Regions from separate parts of the Rattus norvegicus genome. Here region 1 is linked to region 2. A link is a contact called in public Hi-C data. All regions are on one chromosome and are shown on one strand. Each heading gives the region's core, a stretch centred on a gene start, on an enhancer-like site or on the middle of the called end of the contact. The rest is flanking DNA. Distances are from core to core; before and after follow the strand shown.

Region 1 (6,572 bases), core at 2,528-5,027, 64 kb before region 2:
CTGGTCTTTATAGATTAAAACTCTAAAATCTGTATATAAAATTTTAGAAAACTGTCTTCTCTCCCCATCCTTATATGAGAGCAGCACAGGGTCCATAGAGTTCTGCTTCCCCCCATGCACAGCCCCTCACACCAGTCTGCACATACACGCTCTTGGTAAGACAGCCCTGTGTACTCTGTCGTCTGAGTGGCAGAAGGTTTTGGCAGGGCGCGGGCAGCAGGGGCTCTTCTCTGTACTGACTGTTCTAAAACACTGAAGATGGACTCAGACACGTCACGTGCTCGCTTCAGCAGCACATACATAAGATTGGAACAATACAGACATTTAGCACAAAGTTCGTCAAGTGTTGACAATTTTTATAAAATACCTTGTGTGTTAATTTAAAAACAAAACTGTCATAGAATAAGAGAAGGAAAGTGCTTATTTTGCACCAGCCTGATGAAATTGTCTTGTTCTATTTCTTGGAACTAATGTAAATTTTATTGATGAGCTTACTAGGAAGACACTTAGAATATGCCATAACCACATATGATAACCTGTACTCCCAGATCTTGGGAGGTAGAGGCAGGAGGATTTGGAGCTCCAGGTCATCCTCAGCTATGTAAGAATTTTGGGGCCACCCTGGCTATACCGAGACCCTGTCTGAATATGCAAGGATAATAGTAAAACGTGGCATCATAATAGCTGCGAGAACTCTTGTACTATATCATGATTATTTCAGAGCACCGTGAAGTTAACTGCTTGTTGGCATAATTGCTAAATATCCTTAAGGTGGGTATCAAACACTTCCAGAAACTGGCAAGTGAATATGAATTTCCTAGGTGCGTGTGTTAAAATAAACTTCTGGTTTTTTGTCTGTTTGAGACAGAATTTTGCTACACAGCTCAGGTAGGCCCAGAACTCACAAGGTCATCCCTCTGTACATCCCAAGCTGGAGGCACTGCACATAACCTCATAAAACAAAATAAAACAAAACAAAATAAAATAGGTCTGAAGAGGAGGCTTAGGTGGTAGACTGGCTTGTATAACCCTGAGAACCCAAGTCCAGACCTTCAGAACTTAAATTCTGGAGAGCAGCACACGTCTGTGATCCCAGTCCTGAGACGCTGAAGACAGGATCCCTGTGCTGCCAGCCACTCAAGCCCAGTCAGTGAGCTCTAGGTTCAGAGAAAGACCTGTCTCAAAAACAAAGATGGGGAGTGAAAGGCGGATATGATCAATACACTGCACACATGTATGATGTTCTCAAAAAATAAGTTAGAAGTCTATTTAAATACAAGAGCACCGAGGCTGGCCTCTAGTCTCTGCATGTACACACACACACACACACACACACATACACACACACACACACACACACTCTTTAGGAAAGGTGGCAGCATACCTAGGGCTGTATATAGCACAGTGGAGAGAGAGTACTCTCAGGACTTTAAGGAGAGGGGTAGCAAGCAGAAGGACGTTAACCAAATATCACGTGGTCAAGTAAATTTGAAGTTTATTGGCTGATGGGACAGCTGCCATGTTGCAGCCCTGCTGTTCTGCAGAGGGAAGCAAGCCTACATTCACCAAGTAAGACTGTGGCTCTCTGTTAAGAGAGACATTTTGTTTGTACAGAATGTGTTTTCTCTTTAGGAACTCTGGGAGATAGGTAGTAGTGACAGTTTCCAGAAGGCTGCTGTTTCTGATGTCTTCTTGGCCTTCACATGGCTCAAACCTTGTCTTCGTCAGCTCTCCGACATCTTGTCAAGAATCAGTAGCGGGGCAAGAATTCTTGCTCTGTTAGTTTCCACAATGCAGCCATTTAACACCATCTCATCCAAAATGATGTGGACTTTGTCCAAATTAAACATTATCTACGTCACATTAAGGAAATCAGTTGGAGAATTTAGTAGATGTAAGTAATGGCGTGGCTTAGCCTAGTACAAAGAAACCTAACATGAGGTTTGCCTTAGATCCTGAGACATTACCTCCATACACATGTGCACACCTGTATTCATCTTGGCTAAGCAAGTCGGGTAGGCAGATAATGAAATGAAACAGCTACTCAGATTATGTTTGTGAGCATGTGTGCATGTGCACCTGAGTGTGTGTGCACATACGAGTGTATGTATTTGTGCTTAGGATGGAACCCAGGCAAAGCTCTAGCACTGAGCCCCATCCCAGTGCAGAGTGGCACAGGGGGTAGAATGTTTAATGCCAGAGAACACAGCCGGTAACAGCTCAGCCTCAGTAATCGCATCAGTGCCTGTTGGAAGCTGGGGTTCCAGACGTTGTGATGAACGCCTTATTGTAAACTCCAGTCTTCTGCACAAGCCTCACTTTATTCAGACGTAAACAGTCCAAAGTCTGGCCAAAGTCACAGGGCAGGTACACGCCAGTGCTGGGCTGGACTGCCTGCTCTGTTCCCCAGGCTTCTTTCTCTCCAGGAGCCAGTCCCAGGCTCTACATACCCACAGCAAATGTCCTTCTTGGCCTGCAGCATCAGCTGTCCTCTCTGCCAGGCAGAAGGAAAGAAGAAAGAAGCGGAAGCTGACTAAACTCCCCCAAGACCCAAGCTCTGAGTTTCACAAATGGCATCTCTCAGATTCTGAAGCCTTAACGTGGGGAAGTGTTCACTGGGAAGCTAGTCTCAGACTGGAAGAGAGGGCGCTGGCAATGAGGAACCAGAAAGCCCCAGACTCCCCGAGAATCCCTCCATCTGGGCATCTCACTGTGGAGCAAGGTGGTTGCCATGGTTGGATGTTTCTCAATTTTACATTTGAAACATTAGGTTCTATTTTTAAGGAACTGTGTGAAAAGAAACAGCTGCCTCAGATGGAAAAACTTCATTTGACAAATAGGTGATTAGAAACACCAGTGAGCTTGTAATTAGTGAATATTTGCAAAACAAAAAATTACCTGATATTGGTCAATTCCTGATATTCAAAGTCTCTACTGTACTTGTTCAGTGAAGTCTGTCTACAGAGACTGGGACAGCCTGTGAATGACTTCAGTTTCCATTAGACTCTGTTAACATCTCATTAAGTTCTGTGCAAATAGCCCTCTAGCAGAATAGAGGAGCCGATGGGAACTGTCCCTAAGTGACCCAGAAAGAAAAAACCCTTTGCTCTGATATACCTATTAATAATGTCTTCCAATTATATAGATGATTGCTTTGTCCTAGGCCAAAGTAGGACTGAAATGAAGTTAGGTTCAGCCCTGTTCATCAGAACCAGTGGCCAGAGCTTACAAGCTGAGACAAAATGAGAACCCAGTCAAAGAGCACTGGAGCCAGGAGTGGGTGCAGCTCAGTGGGCAGTGCTTGTCTAGCGCTTGTGATCCCAGTGCCCTCTGAACAAGGTGCAGAAATGCACTCCTGTAATCTCCACTCTTGGGAGGTGAGGACAGGAAGATCAGAAGTTCAAGGTCATTTCCCCATAGGAAGCAAGCTAGATGTCTGCCTGGGGTAGATAACAGCCTGTCTGTGGAGTTCAGCAGCCCAGGTGGCTGAATGAAACAGACCCTTGGACTCGAGGCATCGAGGGCAGTGGGCTTTACTGCTTATTTTCCTGATCTCTGGATCAGGAAACCTCATCTGTTGTTTCACTGATCAAACTCTTACATCTTCAGCAAATAAACAGCTGTCGTTTGGATATCCCCTCGAGCAACTGCCGGCTGCTCTAAAATTCGAGTCAGAACTTACTGCTGAATCACGCCAACCACGGGCACACGCACACTGCAAGGACAAGGTCCTTTGGCAAGCCTGACTTTCCCAGCCTCCTGGAAACACAAGTTAGTCAGTGAGGTCATGTACTGTGCACACATGACTGTCTGGCTATCTCTGTATCTGGCTCAAACCCTAATGATCACCCAGTTCTGCACCACGTGAGTAAACCTAGACCAGTTCCCGATGGCTCCCTAAAGTCACATGCCTCCTTTAAAATAGGAATCCAGCTGTTGCTTGTATCTTGATTTGATTTATGAGCAACTTGTACACACTGGTGCAGCCAAAATTAGTGGCATTTGGGCCATATGCCAGGAACCAAGAAAGTGTCCTATATGCCAAGCCTGGATGCAGTAAACAGTAAAATTCAGCTCTGACATTTGGAACTGGAGGAAGCAAGAAGGAACTGGACTGTGATCCATTAATTCAAGCAACCAGGGAAAGAACTTCCTTCAGCCTGGGTTGAACATGACTGACCCTGAAGACCACGTACAACTTCCCGAGAGCACATTCACTAAATCCATGTCTCTCAACAAGGAAACCCAAAACCACTGAGGACTGCTATGGAAGGCAAACTGTAACGGAACACTAGATGTGACCTACACAAGGAGCTGCTCTCCAGCTCCTAAAACTTACATGTTTGTGTGTGTGTGTGTGTGTGTGTGTGTGTGTGTGTGTGTGTTGTTTCATATATATGCTTCTTACATGTTTTATTTTCCTCAAGCCAGGATCTTAGGTAGTCTGACTGGCCTTGACCTTGCTATGGTAGTTGAAGATGGACTTGAACTCCTGGCCCTTCTCTCCCTGCCTTCCCATCACTCATCCCTGCAGGATTTTAAATATGAACATGGCTGGTTAATTGTCTTTAACAAGTGAGAGAATGGAGCAAGCCATAGCCTGATATGACACCAAAATGGCTTCTTCTAGGAGCTGGAGAGATGACTCAACAACAGTTAAGGACACCCACATAGCAGTTCACAGCCATCTGTAACTCTAGGTCCAGGAGATGTGGCACCCTGTTCTCAACTCCTTTCCGTGTTAGGCACAGATGTGACACACAGAAATACATACAGACAAAACACATAAAATAGATCTAAAAGTATGAATGTAAGCTGTGGCTTTATGTGTATTTCTTTCTAGCTTGCTTTCCTGGGATTGAACCAGAGCCTTAGGAATGCTAGACTAATGCTCTCCCCGTGAACCCCACCCCAGCTCAGCGCCAGGACAATGAGCCCTAACTCCCACTGCTTCTTATAACTTCTTGTTACTACTTTTGACTAAAATAACCAAGACACAAGGGACAAAGTGAGTAGGGCAAGACAGAGGGTTGGGAGAGACGGTAAGATATGGTACCTTGGAGCATCAGAGAACTCACTGAAAGGTAAGAGCTGGAGGCGGTGGCTCAGGTATGATCCCAGCACTGAGGAGGACACCGTGAGGCACTTATTCCTCATAAGGTGACTCAGGTCACTGAAGTGCTCAGTCTCAAGGGGACAGTTTGCTCACTGGACACCACTGCACCGAGGGGGTTCCACATACTGGAATGAAGCCAGAATTCCTGAACTGATTTTTTGTGCTTGGGTCATTTCTGTTTAAATCCCATCTGTCTGGTTTTGTAAGTCTCAGCAGGAAATAGGACTGAGTGTGGACTGAGGAGAAATGTAAAGGGTTTGCCTTATTTCTTAAAGTCCAGTGCAGAGAACCTCTCAGCCTTAAAGCCTTAAACAGCACAGAGAGGAAAGGGGCTTTCTGGGGCTCTGCCGCCCCACCTCTGTCACGACAGGACCCCAGGCCAGGCTGAGCCAGTACTCAAGCTTCTCTGGCTTGATTATCCCCTTGGAAATAAGTGTGGCTTGCTCAATACAACGGGCAGTTAGTGGCAAGGCCAAAGTGGATCTTGAGCTTTTGAACTCCAGAAGTGTCTGCTAGCTCTTGTCGTTTACCTGGTGACTGCTTTTCCACTCTCCTGTCCAGTTAGAAGCAGATTTATTTTGAATTGCTTTCAATGGCTTAGTTAAGATACAATGCCATGGGGTGGAGAGATGGCTCAGTGGTTAACAGCACTGCTGCTCTTCCAGAAGACCTGGGTTCAATTCCCAGTACCCACCTAGTGGCTTACAACCATCTCTAACTCTAGTTCTGAGGGAATCTGATGTCCTCTTCTGGCCTCCAAGGGCACCAAGCACACACATGTACACGCAGAACACCTCTACACAGTAAAAAAAAAAATTAAGTAAATAAAAAGACGGGCTGGAGAGATGGCTCAGCGGTTAAGAGCACTGACTGCTTTTCCTGAGGTCCTGAGTTCAAATCCCAGCAACCACATGGTGGCTCACAACCATCTGTAATGGGGATCTGATACCCTCTTCTGGTGTGTCTGAAGACAACTACAGTGTACTCACATACATAAAATAAATAAATCTTAAAAAAAAAAAAAAGACAGACTAAAAAGCCCAATAGGATCCTAGGTTTAGGTCACTCACCACTAAGGGGCAATTACCTTTCCACAGATGACTTCAAAAGAGGTCTCCAATGAATTTATGATGGCTATTTCTCCAGACAACTGTGCTGATGCAGATATACTGGTTCCAGCAGTGGCTTCACATAAACACATACATATATGAACTTCATATTATACTCAATTATACTCATATATGCTTTCTGCTGATATTATACATACATAAATAGCAATTATTTTAGATTTAAGATTGAAGTGTTCTCAAAAGCCATCTTTATTACTTTCAAATGATAGGCATATTTTAATAAAACATTTATCTTTTACTTTATGTGTGTTTGGATGAGTAGGTTTGTTTGTTTATTTATTTATTTATTTATTTATTTATTTATTTATTTATTTATTTATTTATGT
Region 2 (6,381 bases), core at 403-2,902:
TATAAAAACTAGAACAAAAATGGGACCTAAAGAGATGGTCAAATGGTTAAGAGCACTTACTACTACTGCTCTTCAGAGGGCCCAAATTCACACCAAAAATCACCTGTATCTGGTGCTTCAAGGGATCCAGTACTGCCTTCTGAGCGCTGCATCACACATATGTGCACACAAATACTTTTACACCCATAATAAATCTTTAAAAAATACTTTCATGTATGCCAAGCATTGCTTTGTATAATACTATATCAATGATGTAGATATAGAAAAGATAGAAAAATTCATACCTTATTTGAACTTATATTCTGGTGGCATTTGCCTAATTTAAGTATTTATGAAAAAAGGATTGGATTCCAATATTTTTGATCTGAAAGTGAGCTGACCAGTATTTTTTATTCTGCTTGCTAATTCAGATAATTTTGCTATACTGGCTTAGAGCTTGTTATTGTTAAGAATTCTAATTCAGGATAGGCAAGAAGGCTTAGCAAGTAAAAGGTGCTTGCTGCCAAGGCTGATGACATGAGTTGTATACATGCAACCCACATGGTCAAGGAAAGAACCAGGTCCCCTACAAGTTGTCTTCTGACCTTCATTTTACTCAGTGATGTGCATAGTCCCCATATCCCTATACACACAAAACAAAATTTAAAAATATTCTAATTCAGAAATGAAGTTAATGCAGGTTTTAGATGTGAATGTAATTAATACTGTCACATTTACTTCTTTAACTGATTTTTTTCCCTGCTAGTTATAGATGCTTTATTGTTTTATAAGCAAAAGAGTGTATTCTAAACTAAGATTGTCTAAATTCAGGTCTTAGTGGTTCCACTGTTTCTCTTGGGAAAAAGCAAGAGAATTTCCTTTAACAGTGTACTTCTCTGAACTCTTCTGTAAAGAAAGTGGGGGAAATACACCAAGTTATAGGTTTGTTTGTAAGGCATAAATGAGACTTACCCATATATATTTAACAAATATTATAGATGGCTATTTATTATCTCTATTATCTATTCCAGAATTTTAAAAAATTAAAAAATTATGATTTTTTTTTGTTAAGCATGTAGGGGCAAGCCTTACCTGAAGTAAGAAGGCTGTTTATAATCTTATTTACATGAAATAAATACACACTTTTTTAGAAGCATGCGTGTGTGTTTTGAACCCTTTGTATGATTATTTACTGTATTTGTATGTACTTCTGTGTGTACACACTCAGAGGCCAGAGGAGGATGTAGCTGCTCTTGTCTGTCTGCAACTGTTCTTTTGACCTTTGAGGCAGGATCTCTTCTGAAACTGGGTTTCTCAAATAAGCTGGAAGCCAGCAAGTCCCAGCAGTCCTCCTGCTTCCCTTGGAGCTGGGATTGCAGTCATGCACAAGTGGCCTGGCTTGTAATATGGGTGTTGGGTCCAAACTCTAGTTTTTACAGTTACTTGGCAAGCTCCCTTAACCATCGAATCATTATTCTCAGCCCTTGAATGATACCATTTTATATGCGTGTGTGTGTGTATGGGAAGGGGGAGAATTCACTTTATATGTTAGTGGTTCACCTGAAATTATTTCTAACTGAATCTTGTTTTAGTAAAGGGTACTGGAAAGGGAAACAATTGTGACTCGTTTAGACTGATCCTGCTTGAATCAATATTAAACGTTTTATGCTGGTGACCTCTAGTGGTTGTCCCCAAACATCAGCAAATACTAAATAGTTCTTTTGTCTAATGTTGAATGAATTTAGGAGATATGTAAAACATGGTACCAGATGTTGAAATTCAGGAACAAGGTTGGGTTATGCTGAGTTATTAACTAAAATTGGCTAGGTAAAAACAAGTTTGTATAATTTTGCTTTGGTAATGTGTCAAGTTAACTACTTCCCTTTCTACTTTGTTCATTTGAGACAATGTCTCTCTGTGTGCCCCTGTCTGCCCTGAAACTGTGTGAACCAGCCTGGCCTGGAACTCAGTGCTGGGATTAAAGGCATGCACCACTATGCCTGGCTTACCTTTCTACTTTTTAGATCAGGGTTAGTTAAAAACAGCCATTGATGTCACCAGTTAAAGTATTTTGCTGGTGTTTAACAATTTTTTTCTGTTGGGGAAAACATTTCTTTGGAGTACTTACCTTGCAAATATGAAGCTCTGGACGCAAACCTCAGCACTCCAGTTAAAAAGGGATGGGAAGTCCTACCTTCGTTGACCCAACCACACATTCCGTTGTAGGATGCTCTTTCCCCACTTTTAGCTTGTTGAGGCAGGTCTTGGTACTTAGCTTTTCAGGAAGCCTGGGATTCATCATGTGGTACAGGCAGCTAAATGCTCTCACCTCTTACACCTTTTGGGTATTGGTGTTGCACACCTTTTTGATCCCGGCCCTTGGGAGGCAGAGGCAGGTGGATCTCTGTGTTCAAGGCCAATATGGGGGCTGGAGAGATGGCTCAGAGGTCAAGAGCACTGGTTGCTTTCCCAGCAGTCCTGAGTTCAATTCCCAACAAACACATGATGGCTCACAACCATCTGTAATGAGATCTGATGCCCTCTTCTGGTGTGTCTGAAGACAGCTACAGTGTACTTACATATAATAAAGAAAAATCCTACACACACACACACACACACACACACACACACACACACACACACACAAAGGCCAGCATGGTCTATAGAGCAAGTTCCAGGACAGCTAGGGCTCCATTACACAAAGAAACCCTGTCTCTATAAACACCATGATGACACTGCCGCCGCCAATGACGCTTTTTACTAAACTTTATTTAGTGTATGTGTCTGTATCTGCTTATCTTTGTGTGCATGCATATACATATGGAGGCCAGAGGACAACTCTCTTCTATGAGTGAATTGTTAATTTTTTAAAAATATTTATTCATTTATTATATATAAGTACACTGTAGCTGTCTTCAGATACACCAGAAGAGGGCATTGGATCTCCTTACAGATGGTTGTGAGCCACCATGTGGTTGCTGGGAATTGAACTCAGGACACCTGGAAGAGTAGTCGGGTGCTCTTAACCGCTGAGCCATCTCTCCAGCCCAAATGTTAATTTTAATATAACTGTATGTAGTAAATTAACACAGGGGCTGGGTTTTTTAACCCTAGCTAGTTCCTCAAAAACGACAGAGAAACCAAGATTTAGTTAAGGCTTTACCTCAATACCTGGGCAGTCATTTGATCTATTTTCATCCCCTGAACTAATCGGCTACCTCCCAGCCAAAATCCTAAAATACTTGCCTTTAGGTCTTTCATTCTTCAGCCGCAGCGCTTTTCAACACTTTTCTTTCTCCATGTGGTGGAATCTTACTCTTCTTTCTGGCTGGTGGGAGTCCTTCTCTATTCTATATTCTCAGCTATTGATGATCAGCTTTTATTGATTGACAAGGCAGAGAATAAATGGTAAGAATTGTTTACACAAACTTGAGACAGGAGATTCTTGGAATAGCATTACAATTCCGAGTCCCAAATTGAAACACGCTATGTGGACAGAGAAAAATGTGCATTTGAAAAAAAATCAGCATTTGAATGACACAAGGATAAAATTTACCCAGTATATAACATTATGCCTATATAACTGTCTACCAAAGTCTCTCAACTGTGAATAAATTATATGTTTTCTTACTCAAAGAGGGACAAACCAGGGCACAGTCACAGTCAAAGCAAAACCGAAGTCCGGCAGTATAAAGCTCAGAGTTAGACCCTGGGGGCCTAAGATCTTCTGCACGCCAAAGGGCTTGGCAGCCCCACTTTTCTGGCTTTACCTGGTACAGCACAGAAGCCTTGTCTTTAAGGCTCAGGCCAGCCAGCTCCACCCCACATCTGCCACTGTGTTCCCAAACTGCTGGGTTTCTCCTACACCTTTAACCTTATTCTCACCTAAGCTCTCTTCAGGGACTTTGACCAGCCAAATGGTGCCAGAGCCTCAGCTTCACCCTATGACCACTTCAGTCCTGAGGCTCTGCTCCCACTGAAATTGCATCCCACCCTTACCAAAACCTTTCTTGGCCTCTTAGTGCATGTACTCTATGACTCCTTTACACCACTTGGGAGACACTTACACAACAAGTTCAACTGCTAGTATGAAATACAGCCTTGGTCTTCTCTGAGCTATAACTTTGTGTGCTGATCTGAGGAAATATTTTCCAGAAGATTTTGCCTCAGTGATGCTGGTTCCCCCTCTTCCCCTTTTTGCTTTTCTTTCTTTCTTTCTTCCTTCCTTTCTTTCTTTCTTCCTTTCTTTCTTTCTTTCTTTCTTCCTTTCTTTCTTTCTTCCTTTCTTTTCTTTTCTTTCTTTCTTTCTTTCTTCCTTTTTTTTTTTTAAGGCATGGTCAGGCCTATAACAGCAATACCACAGTCCCTATACCAGCTTCTGTCTTAGGGTTTTATTTACTGTGTGAACAGAACCATGACCAAGGCAACTTTTTTTTAAAAATTTTTTTATTTGTTTATTTTATATATGTGAGTACACTGTCAATGTCTTCAGGCACACCAGAAGAGGGCATGGGATCCCATTACAGATGGTTGTGAGCCACTATGTAGTTGCTGGGAATTGAAATCAGGACCTCTGGAAGAGCAGTCAGTACTCTTAACCACTGAGCCATCTCTCCAGCCCCCTCGATTTTCTTTTTCAAGATAGGGTCTCTCTGTGTAGCCCTAACTCTGCCTTGGAATTAAAGGCATGTGCCACCACTGCCCAGCAATGATTTGTCTAGGGGTGTGTGTGTGTGTGTGTGTGTGTGTGTGTGTGTGTGTGTCTGTCTGTCTGTCTGTCTGTCTGTCTGTCTGTCTGTCTGTCTGTATCTGGTTGTGTATATGAGTTCAGGTACTCACAGAGGCCAAAGGTTTTATATCTCCTTGGAGCTATGGGCAGTTGTGACCTGCCTCAAATGGGTATTCGGAATTGAACTTAGGTCCTCTTGAAGAGCAGTAGGATACTTTTAACCACTGAGTCATCTCTACAGTCCGATGCCGGTCACTTCTTAATCATAGCTGATTCTTTAGCTGCAGATTTTTTTTTTTAAAGTGGTTTCTTTACATAGCTCTGACTGTTGGGAACTCACTATTTAGACTGTAGGCCGTAGACCAGATTGGCCTGGAACTCATGGAGATTCACTTGCTTCCTAAGTGCTAGAATTAAACTCAGATTCTTAATTTAAAATATTAAATGGTCTTGGTAGAGCCTTTAAGAGACTCCAAACTTGTCTCTGAGGCTTGACAAGCCAGGCCTCACTCACATGCTCTGCACTGCTTTCAGCATTATCTCTACGTTCCCACACTAGCTTACTAATTATTAACACTCAACACTCAGTTTTCTAGCCCAAGACTTTCCACAACCTTCCTAAAAACATGGGTCTGCTGTCCCAGCAGTACCTCACTGCCAGTACTAAATTCTGCCTTAGGGTTTCTGTTGTTGGGATGAAACACTATGATAAAAAGCAACTAGGGGGGCTGGGGATTTAGCTCAGTGGTAGAGCGCTTACCTAGGAAGCGCAAGGCCCTGGGTTCGGTCCCCAGCTCCGAAAAAAAAAAAAAAAACAAAAAAAAAAGCAACTAGGGAGGAAAGGATGGGTTGTTTTCAACTAACAAATCTCTGGGTCATGTGCTGTCACTGAGGTAAGTCAGGGCGGGGCCTGAAGACAAGAACTGAAGCAAAAGCCATGCAGGAATTTGGATTACTGGCTTGCCTCCCACCCCTTCCTCAGTTTGCTCTCAGGACCACCTGCCAGGGGTGGCACCAATCACAGTGAACTGGGTCCTCCCCCATTCATCATTATGAAGAAAATGCCCTTCCCCTTTCCTTTAGGCAGTCTAATGGAGGAAGCATTTTACTCAGTTGAGGTGTCATTTCACAAATACCCAAATACTTCTAGCTTTGTTGAGGTGACAAAAACCCAACCATGATATTTAGCATCTTTTTTCCTTCCCAGTGGTCAGGACTGTTTTGGCAACTAAAATTCTTTGTAAATTTTACTTCTTTAAAGGTTTATTCTCTCTCTCTCTCTCTCTCTCTCTCTCTCTCTCTCTGTGTGTGTGTGTGTGTGTGTGTGTGTGTGTGTGTGTGTGTGTGTGTGTGTTTGCGTGCGCACGTGCCACTGGTGCTAGAGTTAAGAGGCGGTTGTAAGCTTTTTATCTCTTCTACTTCACTGCCAACACCATGGATGCCTACCAAGACCAAACTGGTCCTCTGTAAAAGTTGCATGCACTCTTCATCTCTCTTTTTAAGAGAGATTGTTGAGCCATCTCTTTTTATATATAGCTATGCAGACATACATTTGGAGATTGAAATTAAATCTCGATTAATTTAGGTGAATATCAATGGTTTTAGCATGGTGGGTTTGTTAGTCCATTTTCTCTTTCAGTTGCCATTTCTAATACTAAACTGTGTGTGAGAAT

What was found. A called contact is a pair of places that touch in the nucleus more often than the background predicts.
Region 1: a Hi-C map of liver shows a contact between it and region 2, with 4 times the contacts expected there. The contact joins two enhancer-like sites. A contact is called at or near these places in 11 of 12 Hi-C or Micro-C datasets (the Rat2 cell line, Schwann cells, frontal cortex and 6 more).

Annotation. Positions count from the first base shown.
Region 1 is chr6:74,904,761-74,911,332 of GRCr8, reverse strand. Ap4s1 (adaptor related protein complex 4 subunit sigma 1) reads right to left here. Exons shown (of 6, transcript NM_001130999.1): 6 at 1,471-1,853. The coding sequence ends at 1,725. Among named protein-coding and RNA genes, the nearest start is that of Strn3, 39 kb to the right of the region's middle. Within about 2 kb of position 3,777, at least 34 of the 93 cell types and tissues checked have an H3K27ac peak or open chromatin away from gene starts, as enhancers often do. A contact at or near this core is called in liver, where this site is marked.
Region 2 is chr6:74,838,817-74,845,197 of GRCr8, reverse strand. The region is part of intron 1 of Strn3 (striatin 3); the gene reads left to right. Among named protein-coding and RNA genes, the nearest start is that of Ap4s1, 27 kb to the left of the region's middle. Within about 2 kb of position 1,652, at least 15 of the 93 cell types and tissues checked have an H3K27ac peak or open chromatin away from gene starts, as enhancers often do. A contact at or near this core is called in liver, where this site is marked.